Linked DNA regions of Oryctolagus cuniculus: region 1 is linked to region 2. The links are chromatin contacts, called in public Micro-C maps. All regions are on one chromosome and are shown on one strand. The core of a region is the stretch at or near the end of the contact, and the rest is flanking DNA. Distances in the headings are between cores, read along the strand shown.

Evidence for each region. A called contact is a pair of places that touch in the nucleus more often than the background predicts.
Region 1: a Micro-C map of ear pinna shows a contact between it and region 2, with 6 times the contacts expected there. The contact joins the promoter of LOC100346516 here to the promoter of EIF3M in region 2. A contact is called at or near these places in 4 of 6 Hi-C or Micro-C datasets (ear pinna, embryonic fibroblasts, skin fibroblasts and 1 more).

Annotation. Positions count from the first base shown.
Region 1 is chr1:33,606,190-33,613,064 of mOryCun1.1, forward strand. LOC100346516 reads left to right here and starts at 4,106. Exons shown (of 5, transcript XM_070071938.1): 1 at 4,106-4,229.
Region 2 is chr1:33,315,928-33,323,252 of mOryCun1.1, forward strand. It overlaps EIF3M (eukaryotic translation initiation factor 3 subunit M), which reads right to left and starts at 5,645. Exons shown (of 11, transcript XM_002709033.5): 1 at 5,437-5,645; 2 at 1,974-2,106; 3 at 976-1,114; 4 at 579-702; 5 at 330-424. The coding sequence starts at 5,478.

The DNA of each region.
Region 1 (6,875 bases), core at 2,856-5,355, 290 kb after region 2:
GTCCTCAATTCCCTGCTTCTTAGAGGCAACTGCTCTTCAATCTCTTAGCTGCTTATTTTGGTATTTAACACATATGTCTAATCATGTCTTGGTTTTTATTCTTTAGATTTTGTCTATTAATTTCCATTATGGAATGTATAAGGATTCAGTTTTCAATCCTCACCTGCCCACCTGGCACACTGCTCATACCTCATCTTCTTGATGGAGGTTTTTAAAAAAATAAAAACTAAAACTAAAACAACAACAAAAAATTATTTCAGGGGGAGGGGAGAAGAGGAGAGCAAGTGCACTGGTTCACTATGGCTGAGGCTGACCCAGGTTAAAGCTGGGAGTTGGGAACTCGGTCTAGGTGTCCCATATGAATGACAGGAACCCAATTACTTAAGACATCACCTACTATGTCCCAGGGTATGCATTAGTCAGAAGCTGGAATTGGGAGCAGAACTGGGTTTCAAATCTAGGAACTTTTTGAATTGGGATGCAGGCATCTTAATCAGCCAAAGGCAGAATTACCATGATTTGGTAGACATTTAGTGTTCACATTTACCACAATTAGGCCTATGCAATTCACTGCCAAGCATTGTAGTATCCAAGTGTACCAAGATTACTCTTTTCTATCACAACTTGGAGTTTCCCCAGAATAATCATCTTATATTTTGCTTACTTGCTTATATTTTTGTGTTATTAATTTAGCCTCAATCTCTCTCTCGGTTACAAGTCCTCTCAATAAGGTAACAATCAGTTTTGTTTTCACTGAGTTCACCTTTTTGGAGACTTGGTTCCCTGGACCTTCTGACCAGCTCTGACCTGGAAGGGTTGCTCTCTGAGCCTGCCACCCACCAGCCACCCTTGGCTCTCCCATCATTAGCCCCAGGGGTTCCTTTCACCTTGCTCTTCAGTTGGCATTCAATATGGTATTTTACCATTTTGACTCTTCTTAAGTGTACAGTTCAGTGGCATTAATACACTGGCATTATTTTGGAGCCATCATCTCCATTGTTAGAACTTTTTTGTCATCCCAAACTGGAACTCCATATCCATTAAACAATGACTCCCTTTCCTCATCCACAATCCTACTGTCTCTATGTATTTGTCCTAGGTATAACACATAAGTGGAATCATACAATATTAATTCTTTTTCTAGTAGTTTTAAATAAAGGGGGTATGAAAGGTACAGTGGTCCTCCCTTATCTACAGGGGCTATGTTCTCCCAGTAGATAGCGTCAATCCCTACATGTAAAGTGGTGTTTTGTTCTAAATGTCTTACACTGTTGCTCACAGTGTCAAAATTAATGTTTTTCTGTGTTTTATGCTTCCTGTCTCCTTTCCATCACTACTCTTGCACTTTGAGGTCACTGTTAAATAAGAGACAGCTAGAAGTGACTAACAGGTGGGTAGCAGACATAGCAGGGATACACTGGAGAAAAGGAAGTTCACAGGCATTTTTATCACACTATCCAGAACAGCATCAATTTACAACTTATGACTTGTGAAATTTTCTGTTTAATATTCAGAGAGCTAATTGTGGATAAGGGAAAGGGATATTAGTATACATTTTTTGAGAACATACACACCTAAATAATGCTTATATCAACCTTCTTCTTACTTACTGATAACTTGGTTGGAAACATTAATTCTGGTTTGGATGTATTTTATTTTGAGGGCACTAGTCCCATGTGATGTCCCAATTAGGATGACTGACTTGGAGCTAGCACTACTATTTATTAAATGTGCCATTTTGAGTGAGTTACTTTGGATCTCTGATATCTATTTGTCAAACGGAGTTGGGTCTATTCATAGACTTGCTGTGAGAATAAACTGCAAAGAACTAATATGATGTATAGCATGGAGCTCAAGACTACCCTAAGAAGTGGCTTTACTGCTCTCCAACTCTGGGTGCTGCTGTTGAGAGGTCTGAAGTTGCTCTGATTCTTGCTCCTTTCTTGGTAACTCATTTGTTTTCTTTATAAGTAACTAAAACCTTTCTGTATCAATGTTCTGTAGGCATACAGCACTTGGGCTATCCTCCACTTCACTCCCTGGCCACAGCAGAGGGCTGGCCTGGAGGAGGGGCAACCGGGACAGAATCCGGTGCCCCGACCGGGACTAGAACCCGGTGTGCCGGCGCCGCTAGGCGGAGGATTAGCCTATTGAGCAGCGGAGCCGGCCTTAGCAATAACATCTTTCCATGTAAATAGATATGCTCTTGGCTGGCGCTGTGGCTCACTAGGCTAATCCACCACCTGCGGCGCTCAGGGCGTTGGATTCTGTCCCGGTCGCTCCTCTTCCAGTCCAGCTCTCTGCTGTGGCCCGGGAAGGCAGTGGAGGATGGCCCAAGTGCTTGGGCCCTGCACCCGCATGGGAGACCAGGAGGAAGCACCTGGCTCCTGGCTTCGGATTGGCGCAGCGCGGCGGCTGTAGCGGCCATTTGGGGGGTGAACCAACGGAAGAAAGACCTTTCTCTCTCTCTCTCTCTCTCACTGTCCACTCTGCCTGTCAAAAAAAAAAAAAAAAAAAAAAAAAAGATACGCTCTGAAATACAGTGCTCAGTAGCTGCTTCGTATCCCTTCTTATAAAGGCATCATAATGTATTTAACCAACTTTCTACTGCTTTACAAATCTGAATTACTTCCCCATTCTTTATAAGCAACAGCATGTTGAACATCTTTGTGGCAAAAATTCTGCCTTCATTTCCTCAAACTTGATTCAGCGCTCTTTCTAACAGAACCACTTTTGATAGCTCACCAATCCCATAAGGTGCTTTGTCAAATAAAGTTTCTGCAAACACATGTTTGGGAATGCTGGGATTCTATGTGGCTACAAATCAGTCCAAAGGCCCTGTGGATTTTTCTGTTGTGTACTTCATCTTGGAAGTCATCATGATCAGAGACTCAGCTTTGGTCTGGCCTAAAGAAAACTGTGCTGACCCAGACCTGAGGGAAGTAGTAGAAGAAAAACTGGCAGGGCGGGGTGGTGGTGGTGTGTCTGGCTTAGAATGACAAACAGCCTGAGATTAGTGGACTGCACACAGCATAATCCACCTACTTACCATCAGGATGTGTTTAGACTCCTATAGTAGTGGGAAGTAATGCTTGAGGCATAATTTCGCTTAAAAAATTCATGACTCTGAAATAAGGCACACTGGTTTGGAAGCCAAACTTCAAAGTGTTCTTTTTGTTGTTGTTGTTTAAAGAATGTTTTACACTGCTGAGAGTTTTGAGGAAGGGCTCCAGATGGAAAAAGCAAGCACCAGTTCAGCACAGTCAAGTAAGGGGCCAAGTCTAGTAATTCTCAAATTACAGTGAAGAGACATCTCACAAGCTTGTTAAAATGCAGATTTCTGGGCCTCCTGGCTGTAGTCTAATTTGTCAGCTATACTATAGGCCTTAAATCTGAACCTGTAACAAGGACCCCCAGGGAATCTGATGCAGGTGGTCCACAGACCACAGTTTGAGAACCCGGCTTAGACTGCATATCTCAGAAATTGCCAAGTTGCATGAATCTGGAAACTTCTCTGGAATTTCCCTTGTTACCTGTCACAGGATCTTGGAGGATAGACTGACAATAAATTTTTTTTTTTTTTAAACTGTTAAATAGGGCACCAGGCCCAGAAGATGGGCTCGGTGACCCACCCCGGAGTTTTTACAGAGCCGATATGTCAGGTAACCTTTTGGGGCAGTAGTGCTAAGCTGGTCTGGCAGCTCTCTCTCCTGGAGGTTTTTAAAATTCTTGCAGTCCTCTCTGGAAGCCATGGTAATGGGCTTTTAAAATAGTAATTAGGGAGGGGGGAGGACCACAAAACCAACCAACCAACCAAAAAACCCAAAACAGCGGGATTGCTTTTTGGACCAAGGAACAGGAAATGGCCGTCTAAAATCTGGAAGCATATTTTTGGGAGTTCCCTGTTCCTCTCTGCGCCCTGACGACGGTCCTCTTCCTGTAGCCTCTCTCTACTCTCCCTAGCCAAAGCTGTTGGGAGTCCCGCTCCGGCTGGGCGCGGAAGAAATCGGTCAGCGAGGGGCACGACCACCCTCCTACAGCGGCTTCCTCGGGTCAAAGGTCGCGGGAGTAGGAGCCCGCGCGGGGCTCCTGGGAGTGCAGAGTCCCCGGGCGCGCGGCAGGCTGGGAGCGGCTCCTGGTGCCGCGCGGGGCGCTCTGCTGCCCGAGGCCCCACGTCACTCGCGACCCGCCCCTCTCACTGGCGGCGGGAGCGACGCCGGCGGCCCAGGGTAAGCGTTGCGGGGCCCTCGAACGTGCTGGAGCTCGGGGCCCGGCCGTGGGGAAGCGTCCCGCGGGCTCCTCCGCGCGCCCGGAGCTTGGGCCGCCGGGGCCTGGGGCCCGCCGGGGTTGCGGCTTCCGAGGCGTGGCGATCGTGCGGCCGTTCTTCCGCCTGTCGGGGCCGAGCGGCTTCCCTGGGGCCGTCCCGTGAGCGCCCCCGAGCTCCCGCGTGGCGGGACTCCCGCGTCCCCCGTCGCGCCTGTGTACTCCCTTGCGCCGCCTGCTTCCTGCGCTCGGTTCCCCAAACCCCGCTAGAAAACACACCGGAAGGGGGAGCTTTGGGTCAAGCGAAGGCTTTTCTGTCCAAAAAGGCCTGTTTTTCCGCACACCTGGTTTTAATAAGAGCCTAGGGAGAAATATGGCCTGAAGGCTCCCCGAGAAATTCAGTCCCCAGAGGAAAGCAAACGTGTGCGTGCGCAGACGCGTGCACTGTGCAGGGGGTTCGTGCAGACCTCGTGCACTTTGCAACTTTTAATATAGCCTGGAGAGGATGTAGGCCGTGTTAGGAGACGCAACAGAAATGGCAGTTCCTCAGAACACTTCGTTAACCTCGAGGACAAGGAGGCCATACAATGTATTCTTTTCTTGCCTGTCTTAATAAGGAAAAAGGAATATTGACAAAAACAACCACCTCCCCTTCCTGCACTCCCACCTCGGGAATCCTTGTGCCGCAGCTTTTTTCTTTACAGAGTTGCCTTTCGAAGGACACCTCATTCTCACTGCAGATTCGGCATCTGGGAGATCACGTCCCAGCAGAGTGGAAGTCTTTAGTTCTGAGAAAAAGACCTCAGAGTACACGAACTGCAAGTTCAAGATTGTATCGTGCTTTCAACCTATATTATAAAAGTTTAAAGGATAACGGACATGAAAGGCTTTTAAAAAAGACCCTCGCGAGACATATATATTCACACACATTCGTAGTGCATCTTTGTCTCAAGCCAAGAGGAAGTTTCTTTCCAACACAATGCTTTGATCTTAAGAGAAAATAGCTCTTACCTTTGTACTAGAGTTTTGAGGACACTGAAGTTGTCATAAACTTTTCTTAAACCCCTCATCTGAAGCCTGCGTCTTATACTTTGCTCTGCTAGAATGTCAGATCTCAGGTCAAATAAACACCCATGTCCTGTGTCATCTTAAGCAGTGACGATTTTTTTTTTTTCAAAGCACCCATCACTGTCTTTCAAGTCTTATTTATTTCCATTTTATTTAAAAGGTGGAGAGATAGAGAAATAGAGAGATCTTCCACCAGCTACCTAACCTCCCAAATGCCGGTAACAGCTGGGGCTGGGCCTGGCCAAAGGCAGGAGCCCTGAACTCAGTTTGAGTCTCCCACGGGGATGGCAGGGACCTAAGTACTTGGTCAACAACTGCCTTCCAGGTGCCTTAGCAGGAAGCTGGATGGGAAACAGAGTAGGCAGGACTCAATCTCATGCCCTCTGTTATGGGATGCAGGTGTCCCAAGCCGCATCTTAACCTAACATCCGCTCCAAACGACTCATTGTCTGAAATGATCATTTGAGTTTGATTATCCTCGGTCTTCCATCCCCTTAGTAATATAAGTCCTACAGGTAGGAATTTTGCTCTTTTGCTTACTGTACCCTCTTCCTTACTCACGGCGTCTACCAGGACAGGTACTTAGTAGTCCTTTAAGAAGGTTTGCAGCATAGGGTGCAGCGTGGGGAGCACTCGCTAAGAGAATGTGACCTTTAAGAAAACGTCCTTGGTCTCCAGGCCCCTATCCCTTGCGTGCTTCCCTGGATTGGCTTGGGTGCAGTTGCTGCCCGACCTGCTGGTCCTTGTTGGGGTCCCACCCACTGTATTTCAGGCCAGTCCTGGGAAATAGGACCAGGAAGCAGCTGAGTCTTCAGACAGTTTCTCTTGGGCCTGGATTTTGGACTGGAGAGCAACTGGGCCTCTCCCCCAGAGGCCTGGGGACTGCTGGCCACACGAACCGTCTGACCCCCTGGCACCTTCCTGTGCTTGGCTGTGTTGTGAGGTTCCAAGGTCCGTGCGTGGCGGGAGCTGCTTGTGAAAGATACTCTGTTTTTGTTGGACTCCAGGCACAGGGAATTATTAGAGGAGTGACAGGCTGCGAAAGTCAGAGCCTTTCCCTGTGGCTCACGAGGCTGCTGTCTGGCCTGCTTGCTGGCAAACACCCTGGATTCCTGTGTGGTTCTCAGAAACCGAGTCTACAAGGAGGAGGCTGGGAGCAGGGGCAGGAGAGGTTGGATTTATCCTGCTGCCCTGGGGACTGATGGTTGAGAACCTTGCCGTGGGCAGCAGCACCAGAGTGCAGAGTCTGGGACTACACGCCTTTCCTTGAGGTCACATGGGGTCATGGGGCCTTACAGATCCCCTGGCCACCCGCCCCTGGCCAGAACTTGGGCGTCCAGTGAGCGAGTTCAGAGACGAGAGCTGTAGGAGGAACCAGATGTTCTGGAAACGGCCAGTTGCCAGCTGGGAAGCTTTTCCTTAAGCTTCATCGTGCCCAGTCTGGTGCCTGGCACCTGGTGGGCACTTAATGAGTGCTCTTTCAGGTAGGCAGCAGCCCGGCAAACTTTGTTTCAATCCTGAGTGTATCAGGTGTTCTGTACAAA
Region 2 (7,325 bases), core at 4,395-6,894:
CCTTAAGCAGAAGGGCTAGCACTACCCTGTACTAAGACATCAAAGCAACATGAAATAACTTAGCCTAATGCTATATACAGCTTTGGGATTAAGAACTGTGCTATTTTTAAAGCAAAAGCACGTTTTGCTTTTTAAAAAGTTTGAAGACAGGAGAAACTACTTTAATCTTTGCAGCTATCTTTAACTTAGCAGGTGAAGTTTACAGAAACAGATTTATAGCAACTCTGGAGAACAAAGTAGAGTAAAATTACTGGCCCTACTTGTCTTTCAAAACCAACTGCACCTACTTATACTGCCTGTGAGGTTGTGAGTTCATTGCTTCTGAGTACCTTTTCTTACAATCCACGAGTGCCTCATAAAGAAGCCTTAAAAGGGTGTGTTTCTTCTCAGTGGTGAGATTCCAGTCAGAAATCCATTTTCTAACCTGTGACAAGGTTCACAAAGGGAGAACATTTAGTAACCAATGAACTTATTCGTGCAATTTCAAACATTCAGAATACACATACGTATTTGCTGCCTATTTTAGCTATACAACTGTTTCTTACAGCAGAACAACTATCCCACAGTCACTCACTCACCTGATCCAGCTCAGTTGGAATGTACTGGATGGCCCCACAAGACGCTGCCACTTTAATGAGGCTGCAATACACCGTGTATCTTACAGGAGTATTCTTATCCATTCCATGGAAAAGGTTGCTTAGCCTGGTAAACAAGAAGTAAACCAATGTCTGAGATCAACCTCGGTTTTTAGATGAGTTACCTGCCACCACAACAAACCTGGGACAGGTACTATTAGTAATTCCACATTACAGAGAAGGGAACTGGGGCATGGAAACACACTGAGGCTTGCCCAAGGTCACAGCTAAGAGCCACCGCTGACAGTCAAGCTCCAACACTTCCTGCACCTAATCATTTCCAAAGGCAATGACATGAAGATACTCCCCTGAAGAGCCAAGCCGCTTTTAGTTAACTCACAGCTGCAGTCTCAGAGACGGGCGTTCCCCTTCCCGAAACTTGACCAGCTTTTCACACAGGCTTTCAATCAAAGCTTCTTGCTTGTCTGGTTCCAGGATCAAAAGCAGGGATACCACGCTGTTCATCACACTTTCCACATCTACCCAAGTATTGAAAACACAGTCAGCAGTGATGCTATAATATCCAATGTATCCAGTTAAAAATGTTATTTCCAGTGTTTCAATGCAATGAAGATTATTAAATGTAAGACACTTTAAAAAGATGGAATGTGGCTACTGCCAGACAGTTCTAGAGCCCACATTTCCTTCAATAGAGAACAGCAAAAATATAGTACACATGAATTCAAATTAACCTACTTCCATTACATAGTTAAGCTAAGGAAAGCATTTTTGTGCATTATACTAAAGAGAACTGTAATCTAAAATTTGCTTTCCAACCAGTGAGGCAGATTACTGGTTTACATGTCTATACACACACTTTCAGTGGCATTACATTCAGTCATCTGGAAGTTAGCGGTGAGGTTTTATCGGGGGATGCTGTCTCAGCTGATGAACTTTGTCCTACATACAGAAAATTATTTACAAATGAAAGCTGTCAACTTTCTAATTTGGTCATTCATTTTCAAGTATTAGAGACATTACTCAATATGCCAGTTTTAATTTCAAGATTCAGAATTTTCAAAATTTCTCATAAATAGGGAATCCACCCAATAATTAAAGGGCTTTAGGATTCCTTGAAATTAAATCCCATTCGATACTGATCTAAACCTTGTGAGCAGGACAAACAGTTTGAAACTGTCAAGATTTAATGTGTGTAATTAATGACACAGAAATGTTAAGAGGTTTTCCAAAATAGGCTTCCTTCGTGGGTCTAACAGATATCTTTGCATATGCAAAGATAAAACTAGTTTAAAATCTGAAACACAAGACACAAATTCTAAGAAAATCTGAAAACTAGGTTATGATTAGTAAGAGATACAAGGAAGTTAAGAAACAAACCTTTATCATCTTCCTTCAAACACACATCACAGGCTTCAATAATTTGGGCTAAATCCACATGAAGTCCACCTTCTGAGTTCTCTTCCGAGATCTCAGCTCCTTTAGATTTCAGGTAAGCACGGAGTTCAGCAGCCTGTGGAATCAAGCAGGGCTGTATTACTCTGTACAGCCTTTAAGAAGGAAATATACAATGTGTGTATCTAGAAACCTGATTATGACCACCAAAAGCTCAAACCAAGTCTCTCCTACATGTGGACAACTAAAATGCACAAATTGTACTTTTAACTACCACCTCACTTCAGGCTAGAGTGAAGGGCTCCTCCTCCACCAGGCCCAGGGCTCCACAGACACCCTGCAGCCAACAGGGATCACCTCCCCAGGTTCTTTGGTCTCACCTGCACCTTGCCGGACCTCCAGTATAGATCAAAAGCCTTTATATAATCCAGGTTTTTTTTCCGGGGGGAGGGGGGAGGACTAGAGAGAAGAAACCAATGTGACTTGGTAAATTCAACTTTTCTGGAAAGTAATGAATCTTTTATTGTTCAAGTGTATATGTAAACACAGGTACTAGAAAAATTATAGACATTTTCTAAGCAAGAGGGTAATGATATGTTGAGTACTGAGAATCTATTCAAGATAAAGCATTTTGGGGGATATAAAAAGATAATGCTTGTGAATGTTGCCTTGAATACAATATTTGTGTCGAATTACATCTATGAAACAAATGCCAAATGCAGGCCCAGGCCAGAAAGCCCCTTTGTATATATTAAAGGCACAGGTCCCATACCACATGACGTCATCCAGACATAGTACCTACACATCTCTACCAATGCCTTCCTTTGAGAGCTTGGTGTTTACTGTTGCCAAACAGGAATCCAGATGGCTTTTTTTTTTTTTTTTTTTTTTTTTGACAGGCAGAGTGGATAGTGAGAGAGAGAGAGAGAGAGAGAAAGGTCTTCCTTTTGCCATTGGTTCACCCTCCAATGGCTGCCCCAGCCGGCGCGCTGCGCACCGCAGCCAGCGCACCACGCTGATCCGAAGCCAGGAGCCAGGTACTTATCCTGGTCTCCCATGGGGTGCAGGGCCCAAGGACTTGGGCCATCCTCCACTGCACTCCCTGGAAGAGGGGCAACTGGGACAGAATCCAGCGCCCTGACCGGGACTAGAACCCGGTGTGCTGGCGCCGCAAGGCGGAGGATTAGCCTATTGAGCTGCAGTGCCGGCCTCAGATGGCTTTTAAGATAACAAAAATGAAGAAGTCAAACAGGCAGATGAAAGAATACCACCTGTAAATGTGCAAGTATCACATTTTCTAGATTACACACACAAACAGGGGGAGACCATGATTTTTAAACCCCATAAGTACGTTTAGAAACCCCACAAAAATACATTAAAACTGTAGATCCAATAGTGCTATCCTTTAACATAAGAGTTGTATTACAAGCAAGATTCAAAACAAGTATCACCATTATCAGAGACAACAAAAATATGACTGAACAGCCAGGCACGCTCCCCAACAGTCAGGACACCCACATCCAGAGTGCCTGTGAGTCCCAGCGACTGCACTTCTGGCCCAGCTGCCTGCTGGCGTGCTCCCTGTGTAAAGTAGCAGGAGATGGCTGCAGTCTATGGCACCCTGGCAGCTAGAAAACCTGGATTGTGCTCCAGGCTCCTGTCTTTGACCTAGGCCAGTCCTAGCTGTTGCAGGCATTCCGGGAGTGAATAGACAGAGTATCTCTGCCTCCCTCTGCACAGTTCAAATAAAGTAACTTTTTAAATACTAGAATGCATGCTTCTTCATGAAGGAAACATACAATTTGATTGAAATAAAATTAAAGGCATTTGTTCACTTCCTAATTTGTAGACAGAAAGCAAACTCTCCCAGGCCAGCACTGTGGCACAGCGGGTTAACGCCGACCTGCAGTGCTGCCATCCCATATGGGTGCCAGTTTGAGTCCCAGCTGTTCCACCTCCCATCTAGCTCTCTGCTATGGCCTGGGAAAGCAGTAGAAGATGGCCCAGGTCCTTGGGCCCCTGTACCCATGTGGGACACCTGGAAGAAGCTCCTGGCTTTGTATCAGCACAGCTCCGGCCGTCGTGGCCAATTGGGGAGTGAACCAGCGGATGGAGGACGACCTCTCTCTCTGCCTCTCCTCTCTCTGTGTAACTCTGATTTTCAAATAAAGAAATAAATCTTAAAAAAAAAAAAAAGCAAACTTTCCGAGAACTATTGAACAGTTTACTGTTTTTATGCTATCCTCACTAGCTAACAAGTGGTTATGGACCAGTACAAGCAACGGAAAGCAAGTACAGGGAAAGAACTGCCCATTTTTCAACTCTAACCAAGCTGAAAATTTGAGCAGTTGAACTCTGGAAGGAATTGGTATTTTCCTGAAAGGAACAGCTGGTGTGAAACGGATGCGTTCTAAGAACAGTAGCAGAGCCTTAAAAAGGGCCACTTAAAATAAGATCAATGACAAGAACTTCCTCCATCAGGTTCCTTACAGTATGTATGTAACTTCTTTTTCAGGAACTTAACAGCCGATTGTTGGCAAAATGCTTGGTTTTTTTGGTCTTTCATTTTCCTTTCTGTGCTCACCTCCCTCCTTACCCTTGGCATTTCTCGTTGCTTTATCTATCCCCTTCTTACTTTTCAGAGGTGTAGGACTGCATTCCTACCATGAGAGGAAAAAAAAGTCCTACCTACAATTCTAGATGTTAGATCAGAATGAAGCTATGAAAAACAAAATTTCCACATTCTAGTAGTAGAAAAAAATGACAAGCTTATACTACTTCACAGAGTTGTTAGCTATAAAAAATTAAAGACTATGTAATGGCATGTTGGGTTTAATTCCCACCAACTAAACTTTTATTACGGGGGAAATTGTAAACATCGGCTCTGCACATCAAAGAGCAAACTCCAGTCAATTTAAAAATATCAGAATCGCCCACTAAGCGCTATGGAGCGGACACTTGCACAGGGTTACAGAACAATTCCCACTCGTGCACAAGGACGAGTGAAAACACACGGGCCAGCCCTGCCTCTGTGACTGCACAACCCCAAATGCATTCTGATCGTCACCACGCGATGACCTTTGCCGGACTGCTCCTGTGGGCTACCGACTCGCCACCTCCCACAGCGGCGGCGGCTGCTGCACTCGGAAGACGGAAGCAGACACCGTTCCTCGTCAGAAACTTCTCGGCCGTCCGACAGCAGGCTAGCAGAGTCCCGACGCCGACCAGGAAGCGGGCTGGCGGGCCTCGCCGGCCAGCAGCCCCGGGACGCGTGTCCCCGCCTGCCTCGCCGCCTCTCTACGCCTGCACCTACGCGACGGGCGCCCCGGAGTGGGCTCCGCAGGGCGGCGTCGCGTCCGCCCGGCCCCAGCTCGGCCGCGGTCCCTCACGCCCGAGACGTCCCCCCCCCACTCCACCCCGGCGGCACCCGCGGCGCCCGGGAGCACACCTGGTCTTCCTCACTGATGTCGATGAAGGCCGGGACGCTCATGGCGAAGGCCCGGGAACCGCGGACGCTCCACTCGCAAACCACGCCGACCGGAAAAGGGAGCAAAGCCGCGCGGCGGCTCCGCAAACTGCTTCCGGGTCAGCGGGCCCGGGTCCTAGTGGGGCAGGGCCGCGGAAGCCAATCCCAGGGCGTACGACAGCTGAGGCTTGGGGGCGTGGCGGACGCGCTGGGCGGGGCTCGTGGGCGGGACCTGCTGGGCTTCGTATCCGGGATTCCTCCCTGCGGTGTCACCATCCTGAGCCCTGCAAGTGTAAGCCTATTGGGCAGTGAAAATGACTTGTGCGAGAACAAGAACTGCCAGGAGCAGCTGCGGGGCCCTGCCTCGGTGTCCACACCGCCCAGGCTGTGGAACCCGCTCTGGGCGGCCCCAAGACAGCCTTCGCGCAGGCCACTCTCATTTGAAGGCACACACGGAACGCAAACCGCTAACAAGGAATTCGGAAGGCAGCCCAGGGTGCATCGTGCTTTTACAGCAAGGACTCAAGCGATGGAATCCCAGCTGCATCGCTCGAGGGCCACTGCCTATAAACTTCCGGGTTTGCGTTTCCCTTTGGGTACTTACCTGGTTCGAAGGAAAAAACCCTAAGACAGGTTCAGCTTAACAGTTTCGCTGAGCAACGAACGATTTGGAAACTTAGCAGCCCTCAGAACCAGAACAGCTCTGGCCTGTAGCTCGGTCCGGCAGCATTTATGGTCAGAGAACGGAAATGAGGGACAGACGCCTTGATTGGCAACAGCTAGGTGCTTTGCTTTATTGGTGTTAGGTGATCACCTGACATTGCCTGACGCTCAGTTTCGATTGGTGTAAGAGTGTACTAAAGTCTTTCACGTAGTCCTTTGGCAGTTCCTCTTATGAGGCCTGGAGGAGAGGGGCCATCCTCAGGTCACACTGCTCAATTTGACAACTTCATGGGGTTGTGAGGAATAAGCAAATTAAAGTAGAAAGCACTTAGAACAGGTGAGCACGGTATTAGCTCTTATTAAATAATACTGTGTGGGACACGTTACGTAGCGCTATTAAGATAAACACAGAGGCCAGCGCCACAGCTCAACAGGCTGATCCTCCACCTTGCGGCGCCGGCACACCAGGTTCTAGTCCTGGTCGGGGCGCCGGATTCTGTCCCGGTTGCCCCTCTTCCAGGCCAGCTCTCTGCTGTGGCCAGGGAGTGCAGTGGAGGATGGCCCAAGTGCTTGGGCCCTGCACCCCATGGGAGACCAGGAGAAGCACCTGGCTCCTGCCATCGGTTCAGCACGGTACGCCCGCCGCAGAGTGCCGGCCGCGGCGGCCATTGGAGGGTGAACCAACAGCAAAGGAAGACCTTTCTCTCTGTCTCTCTCACTGTCCACTCTGCCTGTCAAAAAAAAAAAAAAAAAAAAAAAAAAGATAAACACAGAAAAGGTGTGCAGGTAGGTGGGTGTGCCCACGCACACAGCCACTCGCGCCTTTTTAGCTAGAGTAATCAAAATGACTCAAATGTATTGTGACTTGAAGGAAATGAAAAAGTAATGACAGATCTTCAGGGAAGCTTTCATGTAAAAGAAAGCAAGGCAAAGGGCCTGAGGCAGGTGCCAGGAGACCTGTGGGCACGGTTTGAGTAAGGGGAGAGCGATAGGAGATGACTTAATCATTGACAGGTGGGGTGGAGGCGCTTGTAGGTCACAGTAAAAGTTTAAGCCTTAGCTCTTAAGGAATCGGGAAGCTTCTGATGGATTTTGGTTGGTGTGAGGTGATTAATTTTTTTTCTTGGTAAGGGATAACTCTGATAAACGATCACTCTGGCAAGCATGTTGGAAACTGACTTAAAGTGGATCAGCAGAGGGACCAGTTA